Linked DNA regions of Mus musculus: region 1 is linked to region 2. A link is a contact called in public HiChIP or PLAC-seq data. All regions are on one chromosome and are shown on one strand. Each heading gives the region's core, a stretch centred on a gene start, on an enhancer-like site or on the middle of the called end of the contact. The rest is flanking DNA. Distances are from core to core; before and after follow the strand shown.

Evidence for each region. HiChIP or PLAC-seq counts read pairs in DNA pulled down with a chosen protein or histone mark.
Region 1: a FOXA1 HiChIP or PLAC-seq map of pancreatic cancer cells shows a contact between it and region 2. The contact joins two enhancer-like sites. A contact is called at or near these places in 2 of 115 datasets of contacts at active chromatin or transcription factors (embryonic stem cells and pancreatic cancer cells).

The regions. Positions count from the first base shown.
Region 1 is chr15:41,282,422-41,289,868 of GRCm38.p6, reverse strand. Gm33557 (a long non-coding RNA gene) reads left to right here. Exons shown (of 6, transcript XR_875321.1): 3 at 431-512. Among named protein-coding and RNA genes, the nearest start is that of Gm33557, 14 kb to the left of the region's middle. Within about 2 kb of position 2,853, at least 22 of the 459 cell types and tissues checked have an H3K27ac peak or open chromatin away from gene starts, as enhancers often do. A contact at or near this core is called in pancreatic cancer cells, where this site is marked.
Region 2 is chr15:41,652,046-41,658,750 of GRCm38.p6, reverse strand. Oxr1 (oxidation resistance 1) reads right to left here. Exons shown (of 17, transcript NM_001130166.1): 3 at 5,090-5,286. Among named protein-coding and RNA genes, the nearest start is that of Oxr1, 210 kb to the right of the region's middle. Within about 2 kb of position 1,465, at least 18 of the 459 cell types and tissues checked have an H3K27ac peak or open chromatin away from gene starts, as enhancers often do. A contact at or near this core is called in pancreatic cancer cells, where this site is marked.

The DNA.
Region 1 (7,447 bases), core at 1,604-4,103, 370 kb after region 2:
GAGCCAGAAGGAAGGGTGAGCACAGCTAACTTACCCTTTCTATATTATAACTAATAAAACTGAGAGTGAAGGTTACTAGTCTGAGGTAACTTAGAGTTAGGACTAGTGTTGATATAGATGCTGACATGGGATCCTGTGGTCCATGTTTAGCTCTTTTCTAAATGTCCATGGGATAAATACAATGAGTGACTATTCCTATAAAGTAAAAACTGTGACATAATCTTTTTTTGTTCTTTCCCTACTTCCCTACTAACTAGACCAATGAACTAACTCAGTTGCTGTGAGTCACAGTTAAATTATTATTTCTTTTGTTTTGCTTTCTTTTTCTCAAAAGTCATGACTTGTGCTCTGGGTAATACTATCACACTGGCTATCTCCTGAACTCTAGAGTAAAATTTTAACATTACCTTTTCATTGTTTTTAATCGTAGCTCTAAAAGGACAGTCATGTAAATGGGAAGGACTTTGATCTCAGCTGCTATCAGTGATGTGAACCTACCTATGGCCCTCAAGGTGAGAAGAGATGGTTTCTTCTGGGTCAACTATGTATTACCTGTATGACCTGAGAATAAATTCATGTTGTCCCAAATGACATGTTCCACTGCAGATGAGGTTATAGCCACCGAAAAAAGTAAAGCTACAAATACTTTGGTGGGTATCAGAGGTAAGGTCAATGACAAGAAATCTTTTCTACATTGTAACAGTCTTAGGTTAAGGGCCAGAAGAAACTAGTAGTCAGCTAAGTTAATATATTCTAAAAGTTCTACCTGATATTTAAAATGATACTAGGTCTTATAGGTCACTTACTTATATTGCCAGTAAGTGTCAATAGAAGGTACTGAAGATAGCCCAAGGTGTTTTTGTTCAGGATCTGCAAAAATTCCAAATCTTCAATTATGGATATATACTCACACCTCCCACTCTTCAGGAATCTTCAAGGCGTGTGACATATGGCCTTTTTAGGAAATTACAGTTCACACGGTTTTACAAGTTAGGTTGAACTGTCTTATACAAGAGTTTTTTAAAGGCAAATGAGGACTTACTCACCACATTGTGGAGCAATACCAGAACAAGGGCTAGAGAGGTGGGTCAGCTTTAAGATCAGATAATGTTTTTGCAGACAACCAAAGTTTGGTGCCCAGCACTCATAATTAGTGACTCACAACCATCTGTTACTCCAGCTTTAAGGGATAAAACACATTTTTATGGCCTTTACAGGAACCTGAATTCACATGAGCACACACACACACATGCACACACACAGGCACACATGCAAATACACACACACACACACACATGCATTTGCGCACATACACACACATTGAAAAACAAAACAACACTTCCAGAACAAAGGAAACAATCCACCTTCACTCCCAAATGGAACCAAGAGGGGCTATTTATTAGGCACATCATGCCAGCTGAAGTGAAAATGGCTCCTTCAGAATTGAAAATTATTCTTCAGTGCCTTGCCAATTGACTCCCAATCGATTACTTCAAGTGTTTGTGCTGTAGATAAATGTGATTTCTTCTGGAGACTCTGAAGAACTGTGCTTAATTATTCATCCTGAAATTTAATTTCAGGGTTTATAATCATCTAACTGTTTAAGATGGAATTTGTCACTGAAACATTTTGAGAGGGTATACGGAATTACTTAACATCTACTCACCTCACTTCAAGTTTGGTTTAAAATTGGATGTGTTTCATAATTTTGCAGTAGCAATCACACAAGGGCATATACTCTAACCTCCTACATGTTTTCTGCTAATTTGGTTGATTTAGGTCAATTTGTATCATTAGTTAGAAAGGATATTACAGAATGAGGGAGACAGATATAAGGTTTTTCTTTCCTCCCAAAGGTCCACCACCATAGAAACATAATTAACTTCCTCTCAACCATTCCCCAAGAAGCTGAGAAAAGTATTTGCTGTCAAATTAAGCCAAAGTCATGAGTATAGGAAGACATTAACTGCTTTTTTTAAATATAAAGAAAAAACTGTTTCTTTTTAATCTTAGTCTTTAAAGAGGCAAATAGTTGTGTGGTAGTTTGAGTGAGAATGGCCCTTCTAGACTCACATATTGAAATGCTTGGTCCCTAATTGGTGGTGGTGGTGGGGGGGGCTTTTTGAGATGGATCAGGAGGTGTGGCCATATTGGAGGCAGTGTGACCTTGTTGAGGAGGTATGTCATTAGTGGTGGGCTTTGAGGTTTAGAAAACCCAGGCCTCGGGGTTGGGGATTTAGCTCAGTGGTAGAGCACTTGCCCAGCAAGCACAAGGCCTTGGGTTCAGTCCTCAGCTCTGAAAAATAAAAAAGACAAAAATAACAAAAAGACCAAAAAACAAGGTAACTGAAAACCCACACCATTGATGTAACTGAGAGTGGTGGTTGCTGTCTAAACCAGTTACTCCCAGGCTCTTAGAGAAGTGGCACACAGATTATAAGGCACTAAGGAATCTTTACTTAAAAGCAAAATGATAGAATGGGTCAGAAATAACTTGCAGGTGAGCAGAGAAGTACTGAGTGTGAAAGGAATCCTGAGGTCTAGTTATTGCTTGAAATTTCCTTTCATGGAGTTCAGGAGAATGGGAGGTTTGGTTGGAAGGAGACATAGAGAGGGTGACTGTCTGTTTAGATTGATAAGCTTGCATTATTTAAGTTTATCTGTACTGCCCATGTCCTTTCCTAAAAACGCTTCTGATGTTAATTATATGTATATCTGATTATGCATAAGATAGTAAATATAGTTCCCCAAAAGTCAAAAAGTTCAAACAGATGACAAAAGTTGTCTTGCTGCTCATACTCACCAAATCAGCCCAGGCTGGACTGACTCATCGTCCTGGAATGTGTTTCCAGATGGGTGTGAACAGGAAAAGGGTATGGGTGTGAATGGGAAAAGGGTAACTGTTGGTTCGCCAGGGGAAGGAATCCATGCCACTGTTTGAAGTTGGTATACGTACAGCATCATGGAAGTGGGAGTCTAAGATTGCTAGGTGCATTGTTAGAGAGTGGTGCGTGCAGAGCCCAAGCAAAGTAGAATCCTAGGCCACTAGGCCCTTCCTTATGCTTTCCATCTCAGGAATGCCCTAGACATAGAAAACTGAGCAGAAATCCATCCCATGGAATTTAAAAGGAAAGGAAGTTTGTGACATTGAACAGAGTCCTCTTATACAGCCACTGGTGCATACACAAATGGCAGGTTCTCTGGGAGTCATGGGATGGGGTGTACTGTGTGAGGGTTGTCTTTGTATTATCCAATTATTAATTTGCTAGCTAAGTACTAAATTGTTAATTCTGGGCTGAGTACTGGCAGACTTTGCTATTGTTTACTTATGACTCTGCACCTGCACCATATCCTGTAAACATTCTTCATCCCTCAGCCTCTGATTGGTTTAATAGAGATATAAACAGCCAATAGCTGGGCAGGAAAGGGAAAGTGGGACTTCTGGTCTGAGAGAGGATCTCTGAGAGAAGAATGAGGCAGGAGAAAATTTGTCAGCAGGACAAGAGGTCAGATGTACCTGGAGTGAGAGAGGTACCGGACCATGTAGTGGGATGGGGACTAGAATAGTGGTGTTAATTAAGTTAGAGAACCTAGCTGGGAGGCAGCCTAAGCTAAGGCATAAGCTATCATAAAATTAGTAAGTCTCTGTGTGTCATTTTTCACCTGCTGGCTGGTCCAAAAAATTCTGGCAAGTCTTTTTTAAACTTGACTGTCGTCTATTGGCCAGCTACATAGTTTAGGAAGACCACCTAAACAGAAGAGATACAGTGATATTCATTATCTGATAGATGGTAGTTCAGTGGATGACATAGTTTTGTTATTTAACAGAAACCATAAGCATTTTGCCCCATTGGATATTCTCTAATCCATTTTCTCCACAGCAGTGGGACTGAGCTCAAAAAACAGATCGATTTACATTTTAATTTAAATACAGTCCACATTTATTTCCTGTGCTGAGGATCTCTGCATGGTCCAGAATCCTGCCTAGCTCTGTGACAGGCCACATGCTGTTCTGTCTTGCTTTTACTGGCATCTGGGCTTTGCTTTGAGAAGAACCAGTTATTCATCCCATCTTTAGCCTTTCCAAACAGTACTGAGAAAGCTTTAAAAGTTCCTATGCTTCCTCATCATGCAGATGACTCCTCTTCCGGCCTCCCAGGCAGCTTATCTGACGTGTTTGACTTATATCATCTAATGTTAAGCAATTAGACTTTTTGTGACATTTAGTCATTATACATGTACTGTGTTTCTTTGTGGAAAAAGAGTAAATGGGTTTTATTTTTAAAATGAACTTCTGAGATTGGAATGACCACATCCAAAAACATTTGTTGCCAGGCGGTGGTGGCGCACGCCTTTAATCCCAGCACTTGGGAGGCAGAGGCAGGTGGATTTCTGAGTTCGAGGCCAGCCTGGTCTACAAAGTGAGTTCCAGGACAGCCAGGGCTACACAGAGAAACCCTGTCTCGGAAAACCAAAAAGACCCAAACCAAACCAAACCAAACCAACAACAACAACAAAAAAAACATTTGTATTTTATCAAGTTGCATATTATTTTTTCAAGTTACCTAATTAATATCTACAAAAATACTTTGTATTTCATTTAACTTATCAATAGCACTAACTTGTGATTATATCATGATTCTGGACTTTTCATCTGTTTCCTAATTTGTCTATTTCTAGGGGGAGTTAACTATGTCTTTTGTTTTTCAAGATTATAAGGCAATTACATAATTTCTCCTTTCTTCGTTTTCCCTCCATACCCTTCTGTATACCTCTCTTTGATCCTTTTCAAGTCCATGGCCCCTTTTCCATTAATTGTTGTCACCTGAATATTTATTAATATATATACAAGTAATATCATATAAACAAAGTAGGTTGTATTTATCATTTATATATGTATATTAGTGTATTTATTATTTGGAGAAATATAAAATATATGTTTTTGTATATATTCTATGTCTCTCTATATATGATATGCCTATATATTATATATTATGTATATATTATGTAGTATATTTATCAATAAATCAATACATAAATGCAACCTGCTTTGCTTGTATGATGTTACTTGTATCTTTATTTTCAGAACTCGCCATTTGGTACTGGATAACCAGTTGGTGTTCTCTCTCCTGGGGAAAACTATTTCTCCTGCTCTCATTATGCCTTAATTGGCTAGTTCTTTATACTAGTTCTTTACTAGTATAGTGTTGAAGCCTCATGGGCTTTGCCATGTCTACTACTTTAGCATGTCTATCGTCGTTCTTGTTCAGCCTATGTTTAGGCAATCATGTTGGTGAAACTTTATAAGTGTCTTTTGAGTGAATGTTCAAGGACAAGTAATTAATTTGAATCCATGACACCTTTAGGACATCCTATAGTACCATTCCCATTTGTCCCTGTCTGAAGACCCAGTGTGACCAGCCTACAGTGTTCTATTAAGCAATAGTTAAAGCAAGGTCATCCAGCAACTTAGGGTCACGGTTAAGAGTTATGCGTGCATAGAAAAGAATCAATCTGTGAATAAAACTACCCAATCATAATCTTTCCTCCTCAAATTTTAGATGCCTCATTCTTTTCCCTCCCCTTATCATGAAGTGTCTTCAACATTTTACTTGGTTTATATACAAAGACCAACTGTATGAGCTGATTTCCCCTGGTAGAGATAGGACAGTGACACAAGTGGGGAAGGAAAGACCCATTTTGGCTCATGGTTTGAGGAGAAACAGTTCACCACAGCAGGTACAACATGCCAGCTTCTCAGGGTCAGTGGGAGCCTTCCCCATGCTTTCTTAATCACTGTAAACCTAAAATCTGACAATGCTCAAAGGAAAGTTAGTCCTGACTATAACTTGTAAGCCCAGGTTATGAAAGAGCTTGGCCCCATGTTCAGATGTTTCCTGGACCTTTCAAAAACATTCTGCCAGCTGCAAATGAAGTGTCCAAACATAGGAGCCAATGGAGAACCTTTTACACTCAAAACATAGCACCATTAGAGGAGAAGGAGCAAATTCATTAAGTGCTGATGGCCCTCTTCAGATAGAAGCATGACTTGGTGAAGCTGGTGAGCCTGAAGACCCTGCCTGTTTCTCAGTGTGTCAGTGCAGTGGTAGCATGTCAGTACATTGGGGAAACTTTATTCATGTGAGGGTACTCCTTCCTTAGAAAACCAGAGAATAGATCTTACTTCTCCTACATTAAGAGACTGAGAATGAGGAGAAAACACAATGATAGAAAGTTGGGGCAGCATGGCATTAGTAATAAATAGAGCAGGGTATGGGGGCAGGGAGCTGTGTATAAACAGCCTGGTCCTGGTTGAGCACAGGCCTGGAACCCTGGAGACCTGGTGGGTAGTGACTTCTGCCTTCATGGGACAGTAGGAGTTCAGCCGTGCCTCCTGGGCCCCTGGCTCCTGTTCCAGCTACAGCCTCCCACAACCCCCTGCAGATAGGTGTGTGGCCACCTGTCACATAGGCAATGGCCCAAGCTCCTGGTATTCTGTCTGAACTCCACCCCTACAGTAACCTGGCAATAGCCAGGTATGATCCTTCCCACAGTTACCTAGCAACAGCCAGGATGGCACAGCCCACTATAAAAGGAGATCCTTGCTCTCTTGCCTCTCTTACACTCTTGCCTTTCTTACCCTCTTGCTCTTACTCTTGTTCCCTTGCTCCCATGCTCTCTCTCTCTTACTCCTCTTTTCCCTCCTCTCTCCATGTGGCCATGGCCAGCCTCTGCTTCTCTACTCTCCCCCTCTCTCTTCCTTTCTACAATAAACACCTTAAAACCATGGACTGTCTCTGCTCCTCAGAACCCACCATGCTGGAGCAATGGAGCAAATTTCCCTCTAAGGAACTGCACATCTAATCTCCCACCTGGAAGCCTCCCTGCATTCCAGCCACAGCTGCCACCAACCCAAGCCACTGGCCAAGCAAGCTGCCTGAGGTAGCCATACTCTTTCCTCTCCAGGGTAACCTTCCAGAGTTCTCCTCCTACCCTTTTCTATTTGGCCCCTGGAGGCAGAGTCCACCCAAGGGTGCCCACTTTGTTCTCAGCTTTTCCATGACATACATTCTGGGATGTCCAAGAATGAGAAACTGACATCCCTGGCCTCCATGTGGCCAATGGACCCAGAACCGGGTCTTACACAGTGCTCAGTGGTCTGTGGTGCCCAAGAGTCAGAGCCCGACTACAGCAGGTCTGTAGGGACCTCAGACTGTGCCACCCTCACCCCTAGAGTGGCATCCTGCGGCTTCTCAGAGTCCAACACCCTCCCAGCAGTTCCATGGGATTCCATGCAGTCAGACTTCCTGTGTCCCACCTCGCCCAGCGGCCCTAGCCCCAAGCAGACACCGGGCCCCATTTTTTATCTCACAGCATGGCAGGGACAGAGTTCCTTATAACTATCATCATTTGATGCACTCCAGAGTACTGCATCTATTTAGAATGA
Region 2 (6,705 bases), core at 216-2,715:
CATGAGTTTGAAAATATATAATTTCTCAACTATGCAAAAATAAGGACGCAATATGAATTATGAGAACTTCATGAATCTAAAGGAACAAAGGGAGTTGCATTAATGAGTCAACTTATCAGAAAGATACAAAGGCAAGCAGATACAAATATAGGCAGATTCCTGAGTTCAAGGTCAGCCTGGGACATGGCAAGGTTAGCCCCAGGTGTGGTACATATGGTAATTTCAGGATAGGGTCCCACCCAGCTAGTTTAGCGTCTTTGTGTAACTGAGGCAATCAGATCTCTAAATGATTTTGCTATCTTAAAAGAAAACTTATGCTTGCTGTTTCCTAAGAATCAAAGGGCTGGGGCCACCAGTATGTAGATTCATAGAATAATCAAAAGGGAGCCTGGAATAAAGAACTGAATTGATATGTAAATTTAAAAATGGCTTTTGGTCTTCATGGGATGAACTAGCAGAAAGTGGTAGCAGTTCTCTATAATTTTCGCTAGTGAGAGCTGAGCAGTCTGGAGATCTTTGGAGAGCAAAGCGGCTCTTGATGAGTTTTTTTCTTAACAGGATTTCTGACTTGGTCAGATGACTTAATAGTTCTTTTGTAGCAGTTTTTCTAACATTGGTCAGAAAAACATGAGCTATCCAGATATCTTGTAGAATTTTTACCTGAAGAGAGAGCTGCCTCAACCAGAGTTTTATGAGTAGCAAGAGAAGCTGTCTAGGGCAGAACAGAGCAGAATACACAGACACAGAGAGAGAGGGGGGGGGGAGGGGAGAGAGGGGAGGGGGGGGAGGGGAGAGAAGGGAGAGGGGAGAGAGGGGAGAAAGGGGAGAGGGGAGAGAGGAGAGAGGGGAGAGAGGGGAGAGGGGAGAGAGGGGAGAGGGGAGAGAGGGGAGAAAGGGGAGAGGGGAGAGAGGGGAGAGGGGAGAGAGGGGAGAGGGGAGAGGGGAGAGTGAGACATTCTTACCTAAAATGCAGTACTCATCTAGTGACTTATTTTTACTTTTTAAAGGTTCAAATGAAGATTGAGGCTTCATATAGACAGAGTAGCTAGCTTTCCCTCTACTTATTCTAAATAAGTGAAATTTTATTATACGAATTCAAAGACTGATTGTTCTATAAAAAGTGAGTTTGCATGCTATCAATTTTTGATATGATGCTACTTTTAATGAACACCTTCTATTAGGGTTAATTAAGGACAGCCATGTGTGCAAAGAAGGCATAATCTATTTCTTAAGGTTCTCTCAGTAGGAAATAGATGCTATACAGAAGTTTGTGAAAGATAACTGAGGTCAAAAATCAATTCCTAGAGAAGCTATTTACATCTCTCATTAACCTAAAGAGGCATTTCAAATTGTTCTAGCTTTTCTTAAAATAAAAATTCTTCCAGCTTGATTCAAATACAGTGAATTGTAGAGGGCCAGGGATCGACTTAGTTGTAGTACTGCACTGTACCACCAGAGGGATCCCTGGGATTTTCAGTTGTACAAATCCTGAATTGAGACACTGAAAGGTACCCTGCAAAGAAAGGGCATATTGGCTGGCTGGTCTACAGGTTGATGGGTACAGTTTCTTTCCATGAGATTATTTAGGACACTGTGTTACCTCTAGAAATGTCACTGTACTATGTCACCCATAGACTATCTCTGTTCAACCCCTATGAGGAATGGCTGTCCTCCTGTTCAATGACAGATCTGCCTCTTCAGGCCTAAAATGGGGAACGAATTTTGCCTGCAGAGCCTGTCATGTATGGTTCATGTTTACCTCTTCTGCATCTTTTAGACATGATTCCTCATCTGTATAGACAGAGTGTAACAGAATTGTTCTGAGGATTACCTGAGATAGGATAGAGGGACTTATTTTATTCTGGAATATGAAATTCCTAATTCATCCTGTGATGGCTATTCATGATTGTCATCCGCACTCCATCGTCAATTAGCTAAAAGCCAAGTGGCTAGGTACACCTGTGAGGGAGTTCTCTAGATTGGATCTTTAGAAATGTGAAGACCCACCCTAAATCCTGATTCTTTGAGAGAAGAAGTTCCACCTTAAATCTGGGCTACACCTTCCAGCCATGGCAGACTAGATAATGACCAAGGAAGAAAGAAACTTTTGCTATTTGCCTGCTTCCTCTGGCTCACACTGGAGAGTCCGTTCCTTCACCGGCATTAGAGTCCACTTTTGTGGGATTCTGGAGTATACTGAAGACCAACTGAGACACCCAGACTTGCAGACTGAACAATTACTGAAAACTTAGACTTTCTCTCAGTAGCTAGCCATTGTTGGACTGTGGTCCACTGTGGGAAGCCAACTCCAAGATGGTGCCGGTTTCCGGTTGCCTTTGTCATAAACAACACCACTGCGCAGGCGTCAATTCAAATTTGGTGCCAACCCTTCCCAAGTGGGTGCATGCAAATTGAGTGCCGGCTGACTGACCAATCAGAGGGGGCCACAGAGCCTTCTCCTGTGCTGGGGTGCATATAAGCAGGCCTCCCTGGGCGCCTGGGGTCCCATAGAAGTATCGAGGCAAGAATCCGACTGTGTCGTGTTGTTCTTGCTGGTCAAGAGCAGACGGGACAGTCCACCACAGTCTGTCAGTCATTCTAATAAATCCCCTTTTCTTTCTGCCCCATTGCAGAAGAGAACTGTAACACACATGGAGTTTTAAAATGCTGTTGTTTTTTTACTAACGGTACTTTTTAAATGAAGGGATACGGAAATAGATTTGTTTTATGAAATGAACTTTCAGTTACATAGTTGATATATTTTAGTTTTAAAAATAATGCTTTGAGAGTCAAATTAGAAGAGAGGTTACAGAGACAAATTAAAGCTGAGAATCCAAACAACTCTTTCAACACAGTAATTAAACATGTTTTTGAAACTGATAAGAAATCAAACCATTGCAAATTCATGAATTAAAAATTTGCCATGAGGCTGGGAAGATGGCTCAGGGGGTGAAGTGCTTTCAGCACAAGCATGAGAGTTTAGATCCCCATGAACTACACAAAAACTAGGTGTGGTAGGACATGCCTGTAACACTTGTACTTAGTCGGGTAGAGATAAGCCAGTCTTGGTGATATCCTGTTTCATAAAGTGAGATGGAGAACAATAAAAAAGACACTTGAAGTCAACCTCTGGATTTCCATGTACACACACAGGTAAGTCTACTCAACATATACATGGGCAAGCATATACACACAGGTATGTACAGCCAATACACACATGCACAAGCACATACACACACAAGTAAGTACAGCGAATATACATATGCACAAGTGCATGTACAACATAGACAAGTGCACCCAATACCCACATGCAGAAACGTGTGCATACACAGGTAACTACACCCTATAAATGTGTGCACAAGCATGCACACAGAGTAAATACAACAAGAAAATAACCCACAGCTTACTTCTCTGTCCTGAAATTTAACTTCTAGACTTCTATTTTTCTATAGTCTTGGGATTTTTATCCACTATGGTCCAAGCTTGTTAGTGTGTCAACCTTTTTGTCTTATTTAGATGGAATAAGGAGTTTATAAGACAAATTTTATTTTCTGAAGGCAAAACACTTACTCTTCCTGATCAGTTCATAAATCAGAAATGTATAGAAGGTTGCATATGTGACAAAAAGCAGGAGCAAAGGACCCTGGCAAAGAGGCAGTGACATACGCCTTATGGGATTTTCTGGTTGATTCATTTTTTTGAAATGTGCTAACATTAAATTTTGAAAGTGGAAATATGCACCTGTCTGCTCTACTGTCTTATATCAATCAAAAGTCTTTGATGATAGATACCCCTTAGAACACTATGTTTTCTACATGTTTATTATTTTTTTAAAGCCTGGAGAAAGTCATCGAGAACACGGAAAGCTATGAGAAGACCAAGGAAGGGGAAGCAATGGAAAGCAGTCTCAACCAGCAAATTCCGAAAGAGCACACAGCCTACGTGAGGCATTTCATCAAGTTTGAAGGAAGCAATGCCTCATAAGAAACCAGAACATGCCCCAGATTTTAGAACTAGAAACCTACTTTCCTGGTTATGATGTATAATATAAAATATTTAATGTATGTTTGAATATATAAATATGTAAGTATCTGAAATACCTGAGAAAAAATATTGTCATTTCAGGCAAACACTCCATATTGAGACTGTGGGATTTCAGGTGCCAGAAATATTCAACTTCCCCAATAGCATTTTGATTGTCTAAGCCCCAGCTTCCACTATTTGATCAAACATACCCAAATTTCTCCAAATTAAGAAGTATGCAGGACCAAGTAGCCATCTTCTTACTTCATATCCACAACTTCCTACCTGCCGTGTACCCACGTACAAAGCTTTTCATCTTAAATTTACCTGAAATGCTGCAAACTGTTACTTTTGAAGAATTGCTTATTCAAGGACCCACTGGAAAGGCAGGTATACAGAAGTTTTTAGCTCAATGGATTTAGTCCCGTTATATAACAGTCTCCAGCAAAGTTCAAAATTCCTGAGCACTCTTCTCTCTGGGGACACAGGAACCTAATAACTACAAGACCCTGTTCACAGCCTAGTGTGTTGTGATATGATTACTTCTGGACTCCATACCCCTAGAGTTTGCAATGTGAGAAGTCCAAACACCTCTCAAATGTAACTTGGTTTTCTTCAGAATACAAGAACTTTCTCCCTTCATAAAGGCTCCACGATAAGCTGACATCAGCCACTGTTTTTACAACCTGACAGAACAGGGTCAGAGTCTTAGAAGCCCAGAGGGAAAATGAAAAGAACAAAAGCAAAATATAAGAACAGTGTGGGCTGAGGATGGCTAAAATGAAAATAGTAATGCATAAGGTTAGACTCTGAAAAAGTATTTCTCTTCTGTTCAGCTATAGATGGCCACCGAGCCCACTTTCTTACCCAACTTTGTTTAAGACTTTAGTAGTTTTGCATCTTTCATCTCCATGTTTAGACCATATAAGAAAATGTCCACATAAACCATCAGAAAGACACACAATTATTCAACAGTGAGTCATTTAACTTAACTGAGCAAATCCTGCATCCATCCACAGAGCTGTCCAAGTGGCACAAGTTCACTTGTAAAAGCTCTTGCACTCACCAATGGTATAGAACCTCTTCAGTTCACTTTTTCTGGAAGGATGCTTCTGGGTGTTTGCTGAGTTGTTCTGTTCTTCTTCGATGATGGGGGTCTTGGGTGCCGGGGGCTTGCTGGCTTGTGGTGCTTGCTTCCCTGCACCACCTAAAGGGTTGAACCCTGGAGCAGTAATATCCACTGACTGGGACTTTTTCTTCAACCTACAGATGAAGAATACCACACACTGTGAAGACTGATTCAGGAGACACTTGTTGCACATTTATCTGCATCATGACCTTTGATTTTTAGCACTAGAGTTACTTTTGGTTTTAAATTAAATCCTGGTCTATTTAGAAGTTACAAGACTTCCCTCTAATGTTTCAAGATAATTTAGTTAAAGAGGTATTAAGGCAATTAAAAAAATGGTTAAACCAATTAGAAAAATGTTTCTAATTATTTTGAACAGCTCATTAAGATATATCAAAACATAATGTGATGGAGGATGTCTAATATTTTAGTGATAGCAAACAACATGAGGTGGGCAGATGAAAGTAATACACTTGGTCCAGCAATGGGGGCCACACTCATAAGCAGAACATCAGAAGCTAAGTCAGAAAGATCCTGAGATCAAGGCCAGATTGGAACAAATAGGAAAACACTGTCTCAGAACTGCATTTGATCATCACATTTACTTCTAAAAGGAACACTCTGATTAAATGTAATTATAATAAGCAATTGCAACTCAGCAAAATATAGTAAAATGAATACATTTTAACTAATATACTAATGCCTTTCTTCTTTCTCATGTGCCGTGTGTGTGTGTGTGTGTGTGTGTGTGTGTGTGTGTGTGTAAGCGCACTTGCATGCACAGGTATGTGCTGGTGCATATGCACCCATGGGCAATGGTAAGACAAGTTGACATCGATAATTTCATTGATTGCTCTCCACCTCATTTACTGAGACAAGCTGTCTTGCTGAACACAGGAAGCACAGACTCAGATGCCTCATTTCCCAGATTGCCCCAGACGTTCCCTGTTCCTGCCTTTCATGTTTTGGCATTACAGGTGAGTCGCCATCCTCCATTTGGATTCTAAGAAGGTTTTGAGGCCTGTACTGTGGTCCTCATACACGCATGGCCAGGACATTACCCATTGACCTATCTCCTCAACTCCAACTACTAGGGATTTTTAGCTTAATCTGTTATGTTATGTTAATGATGAAAATAAGAGCTTTTGTACCATCTCTTCACACATGCCCAGTAATAATAAATGTTTGCCCCACTTCTACATCTTCAAGAGGAATCAAGGTTTAATGTGAAAAGTCAAAGTTATCCACAAAATATTTTGAGCATTCATGTAGATATCACAATTGTAAAAATTACTGTAAATGATGATTCAATTCATTCAAATGTTTAAACTCACAACTAATAGTCTTAGGTCTTAAGCTTAGCTTACCTTAATGATTCTGAAAGCAAATATACCATCTTAAAAAATATTTCGTTCCCTATAGGAAGTCTAGCAATTGTCTTCATTATTAATGATCATTACAGCTAAACACATGGAATTTCCTAAAAGTCAACCATATTTTCATGCCCTCATTATGTATTTAGGGTTTCCAGAACCCTGGATTCTACCTAATTC